Linked DNA regions of Danio rerio: region 2 is linked to region 1. A link is a contact called in public Hi-C data. All regions are on one chromosome and are shown on one strand. The core of a region is the stretch at or near the end of the contact, and the rest is flanking DNA. Distances in the headings are between cores, read along the strand shown.

Region 1 (4,116 bases), core at 1,003-3,502:
ATCACTGCATTAAACTCAATTTACTCAAAGAGTAATACAGCATTTGACATGCATGCCACCTAATTAAATCTTTTGCATGCTCTTATTTAATTTGTAAAACATTCCACATTATATATTATAAGCAAACGTTGTTGTTCTATTTAAAAAAAAATATAAACCAAGAGGCCTATATATTTTCTTTTCACACACACAAAAAAGTTACCTTTCACCCTAGATCATAACCACCTGCAGTCTGCACTATTGTATTAGTCTCATCATATGCCCGACATTTTCCTTACATTGTAGGTGCTCAAGAGGACGCTTCTCTTCAAATGTCAGAAAACAACTTCTGCACCAGACGCAACAGCTGCAACGAGGGGTGGCGTCCCCAGGGACAATACAGACCCCCTCCTCAAGACTCATTATACATCCTTCCCTGACTAAAAGACGTCTTCCCGTGTTTATTGTCTTTCCTGGGGAAGTTGTGGCGTCTTATTTCGAATGAGTAAGCAACCAAACATCTGCTAGAGTGCCTGGACATTGAGATGCAAATCACATTTCTGCATCGCCAACCAGACCCTGCGGTAAGCCAGCGATAACGCGATCAGATCAAAGTTTGAGATCGATTTCTGCAACAATTACAGTGTAAAATCACTCTCATGGAGCTAAATAGACTCTGTAACACTGTGGAGAATGCAAACGAATAATGAAGTAAATTTAGTATACTGTGATGCTGCAAATAGGATGCAACCATGCTTCTCACGTTCAATTCTACTTTAACGATAAATTAATTTGGTTCTGATATGAATCTTTAAAAAAAGTAGATTCCCTTCACATTCTGATCACTCCTCATACACACATCCATTGTGGTATTTTCTTTTACCAGGCTATTGTTCTGAGGTAATCCTGCATGGACTGTTTGGACTCTTTATAAACAAATCATGAATTACAATAATAATAAAAATAAACAAACATATACACAAATTTTGCCCTTCAACATCTCAAGCGCAACAGCCGGTGTGTCCTTGCTATTAAATGCAGTAAATCACAACGTATGGCAGGCCTCTTGTTCCTTAAAACTAGCAGTTATTTATGCCATTAGTAGTAGCAGCATTCACTAGTATGGACTCAAATTGCATTTATATTAGCTATCCCAAATAGTAATTAGAAACTATCACTGCATTCTAAATTTACACAATTTTGTGGTCAAATACACTAAACATTTTCTTTTAACTATCTGAAATGTTTCTAGCATTCAATGAAGAAGTGCTAAAAATGATAACATACCGTTTCAATATAGGATTTTCATAGCAATTTTATATAAGAATTATATTTGGTGCCTTTCAGTGAACAGTACTTGTTTAACCCTTTTCCACCATAGGATTATTTTGTGTAATAGTAATTTATCACTTTAATTTTGTATATAGCTTCTTTACTGGCCTTAATAACCTTTAACATCCTTAGAAAATTTCCACTGGGAAAGAAAAAATGATTTTTATTGAGTTAAAAAAAGATTATTTTCATTATATTTAAGAGTTTAGTATGTAATAGCTATATTTAAAATCATAACTGCATTGCTTACTAAATGTTTAATAATAATTGTTATAATAATATTGATAAATGGGTCACTTAATGATTAATATGTACCATTAATATGAAAAGAAACTGTAGTTTACTGAAATAAATGTTCAAACGGCTTGCCATATACCTAATCCATATAAGAAAACCCTCAAAAGCATGGCAACACAGTTACCTTCTTTTTCAAGGAACTTCAGGGAAACACGTTGTACGCTTTATTCCTTTAAGATTACAGCTTATTCTTAATAAGAACCCTTTTGCAAGTGGCTTATATTTTTATCACTGCACTGCGCACGATGGAACCTATTTATTTGTCCATGGTTCTGATTTGCCATGCACAGATGCTCGTACATAAATGAAAGATGCTTTTTAAAAATCTGAAAATATACATACCTCTTCGGCTTTCCGATCTACACGTTCCGAATGATACTGAAGTCCTCCCTGCGCGCAGACTGCTTCATGCACTTACTGTATCTACATACAGCATCTATGTCCTTGTGAACAGAAGATCGAGCGATGAATGAAAATCCATAGATAATCAACACCATCACGTCGTTTGTAAGTTCCGCGCGACGAACTGCTTCACAGCGGCATCGTCTCGTTACATCCACGCCGCGAATTTTCACCGTCCGCTGAGCGCATGGTCGAGTGTGCGTGGATCCTTCCTTGCAACGGGAATCCGCTGACTGGCTCCAGTCCACCGAGTCTCTGTGGAGCCCGCGCTGCGTCGCCAAGCAAAATATGATGACAGCACCTGGCGCTGTCCGGGCGAGTCAGCTGATTCCCGATCAGGCGATTGGTTGCCGGCCGGTGGCTGTCACTCGATTCCCAAGCAGAGCACCATCTGTTCGGGGATTGTTGTGATGCGAACAAAGGCGGGCGCAGGGGGAGCGCGGCGGGGATAAACGCGGGGCGTGGAGGCTCAATGTTGAGGAGGTGATGCTCCCTTATGAGGCGTCTTCCACAGGCTCCCTCCTCCTCCTTATGCTTGACGTATAGTGATGGAGGACTCTGCATGGTGTCCCACTCACCAAAGATTTACAAAGAGACAATGTGCCTTTGTTCGGGGCTTCACTTTGAGGAAAGTTTTTCTTCCTATTCCATCGATCTCTGTGCATTGTCCAGGCTCGAGGTGCCAGTTTTTAATAAAAATTTTATTTTGAAATTTTTTAAAATAAGTAGTTTGAACAATTAGCAATTTTTTGAGTGTATAGGCTAAATAAGTTAAATGTGTACATTGTTGATGTTAAAAATGTAAAATGTAGTTCATTAATAAACTTCTTGCTCTACTTAGCATGTCCAAATAAACAAACAAACGAGTAAATAAATTATTAAAAGAATAAATCTCATGGTGGGTGAAAACATTTTAAAGTTCATTTATTTGCCAGTTAATTAGCTTGCTCACAAAAAAAAAAAAAAAAAAACAAACAATATTAATAAGAAAAATCATGCAGCAAGTTTGAATGCCTCAAGTTTTGTGGTAGTTTCTAAATTATTTTTTAAAAGTTGTAAAATTAAAACTTATCTGATTCCTAAACATTATTGTACACAGTAAAAAAAAAAAATCTATGGTTCCACACAATCGATTTGTGTTGGGACAACATCAAGGAATCAACTTATCTTATTATTTTTTACAAATTAAACATAATTAAACATAAAATAATTACATTGTCACCAAAAAAGTCTCAGGAATTGTGTTGTTTCAGTTCATTTTGAATAAATAGTTTGATCAAATGGCATTTTTGAGTGTGAGTAATCCCTAAAATGGCAACACGGTGGCTCAGTGGTGAGCACTGTTGCCTCACAGCAAGAAGGTCATTGGTTCGAGCCCTCGCTGGGTCAGTTAGCATTTCTGTGTGGAGTTTGCATGAATCTCCCTGTGTTCGTGTGGGCTTCCCAAACAGTCCAAAGACATGAGCTACAGGTGAATTGAATAAACTAAATTGGCTGTAGTGTATGTGTGTGAATGTGAGTGTGTGTGGATGTTTCCCAGTACTGTGTTGCAGCTGGAAGGGCATTCGCTGTGTAAAGTATATGCTGGATAAGTTGCCGGTTCATTCCACTGTGGCGACCTCTGATGAATAAAAGGACTAAGCCGAAGGAAATTAAATGAATGAATGAATGATCCCTAAAACATCAAAAATAACATTAATTTACTTTCAGATGGTTGTCAAGGGGATTGTGTGTCTTTTCCATTTAGCTAAACTTAAAACCTAAAAACTAAAATAAAAAAATATATATACACAAATAAAAAATTATAAAAAATGTAAAAGTAACCATTTACCTTAGTTTAATTTTTTTTTAAATATTACAAAAACAATAATAGTTATGACAGTAAAGACACCATTCTATTTCACTACTGAGAGTATTTACATTATTCTCTATTTCCACCTGGGGATACTCATCCCAAGGCCCCAAGAGATTATGCAGTGCCACTAAAGTGATCCAAGACCTGTGAAGAGATGATCCCAAGGTTTCCACAATCCCGGACTAGGCTGTAGCAGCTGCTGGTTATGGAGCAGTAGAAAGTATGCATCTGATTCTTGTGAGACTCCAAGG
Region 2 (3,843 bases), core at 434-2,933, 93 kb after region 1:
CTTTTTCAAATTTTTTACGGTTAAAGGTTTTGGAAGAAATGTCAAGGTCCATTCAAAAGCATAAATAAACAGATGAAATCACAAAATACGGAAAACTGTATGGAATTTTTTTTTTTTACATATAATACAGAAACTTTCCGTATTCCGTATATGCTTTGTAAACTGGTTTAAACAACTGTCCAACAACAACATCCAGAGAACATGATTCCTTCTGACTGCTTTGTTTATTATTTTTCTTTTAGCTACAAAGCATTTGCATTCACTCTGCCATGTAGGCCAACTGCTGCAGGAAACACCTCAAACTATGACCTTACCCTGACTGATTTCATTACACATTTTGGGTTCAGTCTTTCTCCAGTTTGAAGATAATGATCATTTCCACTGTGCAGTATAGTTCTGTACAGGTCACCATCATCAGGCTTGCATTTGCACTGTCAACATTATTTACAAAAGGTTTTGACCCAAGTCATTCTCTCTCAAATAATAAGAAAGTTAAACAGGCCATTCGTACAGTATATAATGTCTTTTGCAAACTCATTATTTCAATCAAATGTAGAGATGTAGCATATAGACAGAGGAAGAAGCGTCTCTCTCTCGCTTTCCATACATTTAGTTGCAAGATGTAAATGAACAGCCTCTTAAACAACAATAGAGGACATACAGCAGATTCTGTCACAAGAAAATGGCAAGCTTTGTTTGAGCCTATGTAACAGAGGCCAGCTAGTAAGTGCTGGCGACAGATCCAGCGACAGATGCTACAGGCCATGGTCTTTAGCCTCCTTGTTAGAGCAGCCGACTCCCATGCGGAAGGTTGCTGGTTCGATCCCAGCTCGGAGCGGGTTGGGTGGTGTAGGACCGGTGGGGTTACATTGGTGTCGTGACCCGGATAGGAGTGAGGTTTAGGGGGTGAGTGTAGCAGAGGACAGCTAGTAAGTGCTGTGCAGGTAAACCTCACTCCTCTGACCTCTGAAGGTGCTCTATAGCGACAGATGTCAGAGGCCATGGTCTTTAGCCTCCTTTTTAGAGCAACCGACTCCCATGCGGAAGATCTCCGGTTCGATCCCAGCTTGGAGCGGGTTGGGTGGTGTAGGATCGGCAGGGTTACACAAAGTTCTTCATTAATGTATTACTACGGTGTTGCATTTTGACTGTATTTAAAAATAGTGCTTCCTGTGTAGTCTTTCTCTTGTCCTGTCGCAAAAGATGGTGACACTTCTGTCAACCAATAGCATTCAGCAAGCTCTACCCTTAAGGTACTGTACTGTTGTTCTTGTTACCCTTGTGAGCTTATGATATGGCTCATTATTTTGATTATATTTGACAGTGAACATGGAAATAAATGCCATACTGTACTGTACAAAATTGTAACACTCCGTAGAAAAGATCAAGACACTGTACAGGGCCCAATGATATGACTAGGCTAGTGGTCTAGGGCCAGTGTCAGAGATCCTCAGGACAGTAAATAGCAGTGCTGCCTCGGCAGTAAAGTTTATAATTTGCTTTGGTTGCTGAATGTAAATGGCATGAGGAGACCAACTATTTGCTTGGAGCATAACCTCACAATACCCAATATTATCTTTCAGGAAAAAGCTAAATAAAACCTCATGGATGTACCCTCAATCTCATTTGATCATTGTGAGGTATGCTAGTGACATCAAGGATGTTCTTATCATCCGTGCCTTGAGAGGTGGAGAGTGCTGTACATAATGTACTGTACTATTACTACTCGTCCAACGAGTTTTGTAGTAACAGATCACATTTTATGGTAATATCTCAACTAGAAAGGTCGAGAATGCATTATTGTATTGAGGAACATGGAATGCAAAGACACACTTAATTAAGCTTGCATGGCTAGAAACATTAGCATATTTTCATTGTGTTAATCAGCCCTTACACAGATGCAATTGTAAATGCACATATAGGCATATGAAAATGCCCAGACACAGACAGCACTGTCTCTCCCAGGTTTTCCTCATCAGTATTCCACGGCCACAGCATGCTGCAGTGACACTGCTGTTATCTGGCCTCTCTTCCGCTCTGCTATGTGGCTTTGGGAGAGGCTACATAGAGCTTCATGCTTATCTGTGACAAACCTCCCCATCTGAGACTGTTTGCTTTCTTCTACTCATTCACTCACTCACTGTCTGTCTCCCTCCATCTGCCAGCCTCGCTCTCTCTCTCACTCTCTTTCTCCCTGTTATGGTCATTCCGCTTCTTTTATCTTGATTATCTGATCAAAACAATAGTATACAAGAGCTTTGGAAAACAAAAAATTGTGGCTTTGCAGCTGTACTAAGAGCTTCATTTTAGGGGAAGAGGAAAAAAAGACTATATCACTTGTCTGTGCTTTCACTTTAATTCCCATCAGCTTCAAAGGTAGGCAGAGAAGACATCTGGTAGAATTAAACTGCTAAAAATACTCTGAGTGGTAGACATCTTGCTGTAAAAGCCAGGAGACATCAAAGGTTTGCAGCAAGCATCTTCATGGGGGCGCAGTCCTTTGGATTTTAATGAAGCTTTCACGAGAGTCTGGGCTGCTGAGATTTAATAGCAAAAAATTAGTAGCTTCCTGTTTGACACAAATCCACTGGTTTCATATTGTCACTAAAGTGCTGTGGTGTACAAAAAAACATTCATTGTTGGTGAAATGTTTGAAGCAGCACTCTTCTTGTTATTTTTACCCTTCTGTTGGACTGACAAGAGCTTGACTGGCTTTTTTCCTTGCTGGATAATGCAATTTTGATGCTGCACAGGTGCAGACTGCACCTGCTGTCTCTGAGTGCTGCTCTTTCATTGGACCAGATGTATCGCGAAGCAGAATCTTGGCCAATCAGGCATTACTGAGTGTTGCCAAAAGCAACTTATGATCTGTGAGGAAGCGCATGTTAAACCGACTTCTGTGCCATTAGACCAAAACAACTAAGAGTAATGTGAGATTTAATTTCTGATTACAACACACAGTATGGCTATTTACTAACTAGCCAAATTTTAAATAAACAAAACTTTAAAAAAGCAACATTTGTACTATGTTAATGTGCTTGAAAGAAAAAAAAGAAAATATATAAGTGACTTAACTGAAGCAGAAAGTCCTCTAATTGAATAAGATGAACTGAAAGCAAACAGAGGAATCAGTGTCTTAAGCTCAAGACTGGCTGCCAAGCTGAAACCCATTTCCTTTTCCACAGAAGAGGCACAGTAGTTTGTTCTCTTGCCCCCTGAATCAGTGCCCTGCAAATTGGCACTTACAAAAAAGGATGTTTCTCTCCATTTGGTTGAATGGAGCAGTAAATGAATTTAAACAAACTGTTCCTTACAGAGAAACAATCTGTGGCCTTATAGTGGAAAGCTTTTCATCTTAATGAGTATTTTTTTTTTTTTTACTTTAAAGTGTATGGTGAATTTATTTACACATTTCAGTAAAGAATTAGTATTATTAGTAATCTAACCATATTAAAATAATAATATAATTATTAGCCAATCAGTGTTTTTGTTAGTTTTGTGTTTTGGTTTTGTTTTTTGTTAAATAAAATTAAATAAAATACCCTTAAAGGTCTTGTGAAGTGCTTTGAAACGTAAATTTTTACGTTATAGCTCTTTTTTTAAAATCAGTATCATTTCACTATTATCACAGCTCTGCCAGTTAAGCCGTGGTCTCACTAGAATGAGCTTGCAAAATTCTGTAATACGGCACTGCGAAAAGGGGTGGGATTAAACAAGATTACATTTTAAAAAATAAACGATTGGTCCATATTTAAAATTTCTGAACAGAGTGGCCATGTTTTGAACTTCGATTGGTCTCATGCTGCTATGCATCTCACCAAGCTTAAACTTTCCAATGCAGCT

Evidence for each region. A called contact is a pair of places that touch in the nucleus more often than the background predicts.
Region 2: a contact with region 1 is called in a Hi-C map of skeletal muscle, with 3 times the contacts expected there. The contact joins the enhancer-like site here to the promoter of lrrn1 in region 1. A contact is called at or near these places in 5 of 18 Hi-C or Micro-C datasets (caudal fin, embryo, skeletal muscle and 1 more) and 1 of 4 datasets of contacts at active chromatin or transcription factors (caudal fin).

The regions. Positions count from the first base shown.
Region 1 is chr6:45,635,789-45,639,904 of GRCz12tu, forward strand. It overlaps lrrn1 (leucine rich repeat neuronal 1), which reads right to left and starts at 2,253. Exons shown (of 2, transcript NM_001130694.1): 1 at 1,951-2,253. It also overlaps a transcript of glyctk not described here.
Region 2 is chr6:45,728,923-45,732,765 of GRCz12tu, forward strand. It overlaps a transcript of glyctk not described here and a transcript of lrrn1 not described here. Among named protein-coding and RNA genes, the nearest start is that of avpr2b.1, 37 kb to the right of the region's middle. Within about 2 kb of position 1,684, at least 10 of the 62 cell types and tissues checked have an H3K27ac peak or open chromatin away from gene starts, as enhancers often do.